2 separate regions of the Sus scrofa genome follow, and region 2 is linked to region 1. Evidence: chromatin contacts called from public HiChIP or PLAC-seq data. All regions are on one chromosome and are shown on one strand. The core of a region is the stretch at or near the end of the contact, and the rest is flanking DNA. Distances in the headings are between cores, read along the strand shown. Region 1 holds the start of EAF2 (ELL-associated factor 2). Region 2 holds the start of HCLS1 (hematopoietic lineage cell-specific protein).

The links. HiChIP or PLAC-seq counts read pairs in DNA pulled down with a chosen protein or histone mark.
Region 2: an H3K27ac HiChIP or PLAC-seq map of alveolar macrophages shows a contact between it and region 1. The contact joins the promoter of HCLS1 here to the promoter of EAF2 in region 1. A contact is called at or near these places in 1 of 47 Hi-C or Micro-C datasets (skeletal muscle) and 2 of 2 datasets of contacts at active chromatin or transcription factors (alveolar macrophages and skeletal muscle).

The regions. Positions count from the first base shown.
Region 1 is chr13:138,680,303-138,682,892 of Sscrofa11.1, reverse strand. EAF2 (ELL-associated factor 2) reads left to right here and starts at 1,291. Exons shown (of 6, transcript XM_013980937.2): 1 at 1,291-1,494. The coding sequence starts at 1,389.
Region 2 is chr13:138,851,072-138,853,661 of Sscrofa11.1, reverse strand. HCLS1 (hematopoietic lineage cell-specific protein) reads right to left here and starts at 1,275. Exons shown (of 14, transcript XM_013980963.2): 1 at 1,108-1,275.

The DNA of each region.
Region 1 (2,590 bases), core at 42-2,541:
AATGCTTTCAGGCATTAACTAATTTAATCCTCTCAACAACTCTAAGGTGTAAGTACTACCTCTTCCCCTAATTTTAATGACAAACATACTTACTTTGGTTTGCACAAGGTCACAATGTAGAGCATGAAGCTGAGGTTCAAACTCATAAAAGATTCTGGCTCCAGAACTCAGGTGCTTAACTACCACAGGAAACAGCTTTAGTATGCTTAAAAGAGTATAATTTACACAAGCAGATAGGTTGAGGGGGACACATTTATCTACTTGCCTGGAATAATAAATTTGGCAAAGGAATAAGTTAACTAAAGAGTAGTCTGATTATACAATTACCCTGAAAAACCACCAGTGTTATGGCAACCATTTGTAAACTTTCTCTTGAGTGTTTCTCTTCTCATACAGCACTTCTCTCATCTCTACCCTTAAACTCACGAACTTTTGACAGATTAAAAAAAAAAAAAAAGACAAATTATTTTTCAATTATTAATGTTATCACCCTGTAGCCAGAGCAAAAGCTCTGGCCCTGATCTTTTGGGAATCTTGTCTTTCGTGGGGGCCGTGTCGTTACTGCCTGCACGCATCACTGTGAAGAAAATAAACGAAGGCAACCAAATGCAAACCAGCCGCAGGGGATCCTAAATATCTGTAGTTCCTAACTCTGAACTCTTTTTCCACTCCCTCCAACCCCCAACTCCTACTCCCCTCTGGGACCTGACCATTGGGACCCTGCTCTGGAACATAAGGTCAGAAAACTCTTGCTGAGGTAACGGCGTCGCCTCCAGTCAGATCCAAGGACCACGGCTCGGTGGGCACTGGTTCCTTTACTCAGGATTCTAGATCCAGCTTCGGCGCTACCAGGCCTCGGGCACGACGCCGCGCCTGGAGTCCAGGTTCCGCCCCTCCCCCGCCTCAGTTTCCACACCAGATCTCCACAGAAAGGCGTGGAGCAGGCCGATTCTCCTTTTAGAGCTCCTGCAAGTCGGGTCACTTGGCCCATAAGCTTGGAGTCCAGGCCTCCCGGCACCCTGGACATTCTCCTTCCCTAGCCGCCGCCTCACGTAGGCTACCTCGCTCCGTTTCGCGTTCCTCCTCAGCAGCACACAGCTCCTGCCGTGTACCTCAGAACCATAGCCTCCCGGGGCTGCGTGCGTCCCAACGTGAGAAGGGGGAGGGGCTCGGCTGCGGGACCCGGAGCCTCGGGGCCAAGGGGCGGGCACTCCTAAGGCGGCAGCCAATCAACACGCGAGAGGCATCCTGTGGGGGCCACGCTCCCCGGGCGCGGGGCGGAGTCTTTTTTGGCTGCGTAGGCGGCTGCAAGTGCAGATGTTTCAGGCTGAGTTGGCAGCTGGTGGTGAGCGCTGCTGGCGGAGGCAGTTCAGAGACCGAGGAGAATAATGAATGGAGCAGGGAGACCCTCGCGTATTGACAGCCGCGAGCGGGTTCTCAAGTTAGGCGAGAGTTTTGAGAAGCAGCCGCGCTGCGCCTTCCACACTGTGCGCTGTGAGTGAGGACGACCCCGGGGGAAAGGGGGAAGCTCTGGGTATGGGGGTGCGAAAGAACAACCCTCTCCAAGTCGTGTTCGCACAGACTGCTGACTCTGCGGGAGAATGGGGTGCCCAGCGCAGTCCACTGCCATACCCCGAGTCCGGAAGGGTCGGTGCAAGCACCTGGGTGGAGCAGGTGTGGGTAATTCTGGGCAGAGAGATTTAAGTGAGACCAACAGGTAGGAAGGGCCACTTGTGGAGAAAGGCTGCGGGGTGACTATGGATGGAGAGAGACGTAACTGGCGGATCATGCAGAGGTGGAAAGGAAAATTCAGTAGACCCTTGAACAAAGCAGGGAATAGGGGCGTCGACCCCAAGCAGTGCAATATCCACGTATTCCTATCTCTGCCTCAAAAACGAAGGAATTGATACCGGACTCACCTAAGAAGCTGAAACCTTTTGGGTAGAATCAGGACTCTTAACCTAGTTCTTTTAATTACCTGTGTTGTGATCTCTAATCAGACACAAGCATTTCCCCACACTACGTTAAAGATCTGAAGATGAAAATATAAACTATTTATTGAAAAAAAACCCACGTATAACTGGACCTGCGCAGTTCAGACCCGTGTTATTCTAGCGACAACTGTAATAAGGTGACAAATGGAGAGGGCAAGGGCCGAACTATTATTATGCAGGAGGAGGTGAATGCCTTGAGGTTGGTGGGGAAATGTTCTTTCCTGTCTTCATTTTTGATGTCTCTGACTGATGAGGGTGTTATTTAGTGTGTTCCTGGAGAGAGATTCTGGATCATTCTAATAATCTGTGTCTCTTTTGGACCCCCAATTTCATTCAATCAGTTTTCAAATACTATCAAAGTTTTGAAGGGTGTGTTATTAATATACTAGAAAGACATTTACTGCTTATGATTTCTCCTTTTGTTTGTCCTGGGGAAGTAGTTTTGATATACTTCTCTTTCATGTTGTTGAGGTAGAAATTGGAGCTCTTTTACTTTAATAGTTGGATGGTTTAGATTCCAGAAAGGAAAAGATAGTATATTATGATTTGGTATGTAAAACATTCATTCTTTACATAATAGTCCTCATAGAATTACA
Region 2 (2,590 bases), core at 26-2,525, 170 kb before region 1:
ATTGCTGAGAGTAGCCCTGCCTTCCCCTGTGGGGTAACAACAATGGATGGGGACCATGAAGCTAACACCTCTAGTCCTGGCTTTTGGGCCACTCTGCCACAAAAGGACTTCACATAGAAAACTGGAAAATAGAAGTTTTTGAAGTATCCGTGGGCTGAGAAGCAGCATGGAGGACCAATGGTCCCGGCTTCTTTCCTGCTGTTCAGGCCTCAGCCTTACTCTCCCATAAGCCTCCCATCCTCATGTACTTTTGAAACAAAGGGCAGGCTTTCTGACACAGGCAATTTAGTATCCTTGAGCTACTGGTCAGAAATAAGGAAGCCCATACATGTTATCTAGAGGTGGAATCCAGAGTAACGTGGTGAGGCCTGGAGTCCAGGATGTCAAGGCTTCATCATGAGGCTGCCTCAGAAAAGTACACAGACTGGGAATCAGAAGAGACCAGGAAGTCAACATAGAGACCATATGTACTTATTTGCCAGGTACCAGCCTAAGCAAATGACAAATATCAATGAAAACAATTTGGTAAATCATTGAACATCCCTGATACTGTTTTTCCCAATGGAAAAGAAACAAAGAGGTTATCCTTGCGAATCCATCAAGTCCCCTCCATTCTGACACCCCGGGACTCTATGATCCAACATTCATAGAAACCTGCCCTCGTGGAACCACCATGCCTTCATTTTAGCACTTGGATCTCAGCACTGGTGTATATTAGCAACTACTACTTCCGGATCTGTTGCAGTGTCTCCCGTGGGTTTTGGCTCTGCTAGCTCACACACCCTCCGAGGGCACAGACTGTCTTCACCTCCCAACTCAGTACCTAGGAGCAAGGGGCCTTAGAGAGGGCCGTGAATTGTCAGCAGAAACCAGGGGTGGTCGAGGGCTGCTAAATCCTGTTCCCTGAGCTCCAGCCTCCTCCTTCTGCTTCTATCCCCAGATGCTCATTACCCACAACCACCCACACCCTGGACTTCTGGCCATAAAAGGTGAAAAGCCGACTAGCAGTGACTTGGCCTCTCAGCAAAGACTAAGAGCCAGGCAGGGTCCTCTCACTTCAACTCTTGTCCTGTGCCCCCCAACTTTCCCACTGCTCGGACAACTCACCTTCAACCGTGCAAGCGTTTGCTCTCAGCTCTCAGCTCTCAGCTCCTCACAGCGACACTCAGCTCCTCTCTAGCTGCTGCGACTTCAGAGCAAGAAATTCTGAGCTGCTGCTTCAGTTCCGTATTCAGGTTTTCTGTCATTTCCTGCCACCCTGTCCTCACAGCTACTTCCTGAAGTTTGAGTCAGTTCCTTCTGCTTAGGCACTTAAATAAAAAAGGATTAAATGCTTGGTGCTTGCTCTTTTGCAAGGCTTTGAGGGTCTCAGAGGTCATAAAAAAATGAACTCTCAGAGTTTATAATCTGGTCAGGGAAGCAAAACATTCAACCAGAAAATACATAAGACCATTGAAGAAAATTTGTTTCCAAAATAGGTGGGCAATTGCATCTGCTTATAGCAAAGAAATTTTGAGAATTTGGTATGGGCTAAAGACTTAATGGAAAAACTAATTTTTATGTGAATTTTCACATTTTCAAAAATCAATCTTAACATGGTAAGATTTCTTTTCCTTTTTTTTTTTTTTTTTTTTTTTTTTTTTTTTTGCCGTTCTCATAGCATATAGATGTTCCCAGGCCAGGGACTGAACCTGTGCCACAAGAGCATCCTGAGCTGCTGCAGCGACAACACCAGATCCTTAACATGCTGCGCCACAAGGGAACACCCTGAAGGGTAAGATTTAAGAAGAAACGCAATTTCTATATCACTCACATTACTTACAACTGGGGTTTGGAACTATGGAGAACAGTTTGGAGATTCCTTAAAAAAAACTAAATATAGAGTGTTCCTTCCTCTGCCATTTTTTGGAATAGTTTCAGGATAGGTGTTAACTCTTCTCTAAATTTTTGATAGAATTCGCCTGTGAAGCCATCTGGTCCTGGACTTTTGTTTGTTGGAAGTTCTTTAATCACAGCTTCAATTTCAGTACTTGTGATTGGTCCATGCATCTTTTCTATTTCTTCCTGGTTTATTCTTGGAAGATTGTACCTTTCTAAAAATTCGTCCATTTCTTCGAAGTTGTCCATTTTTATTAGCATATAGCTTCTTGTAGTAGTCTCTTATGATCCTTTGTATTTCTGTGATGTCTGCTGTAACTTCTTTTTCATTTCTAATTTAATTGATTTGAGTCCTCTCTCTTTTTTTACACTGTTGGTGGGAATGCACATTGGTGCAACTACTATGGAAAACAGTATGGAGGTCCTCAAAAAACTAAAAATAGAACTACCATATGATCCAGCAATCCCACTCCTAGGCATCTATCCAGAGAAAACCATCATTCAAAAAGATATATGCACCCAAATGTTCATTGAAGCACTGTTTATAATAGCTAAGACATGGAAGCAACCTAAATGTTCATCGACAGAGGAATGGATAAAGATGTGGTACATATACAATGGAATATTATTCAGCATAAAAAGAATGAAATAATGCCATTTGCAGCAACACGGATGGACCTAGAAACTCAAGGGAAGTTAGTCAGACAGTGAA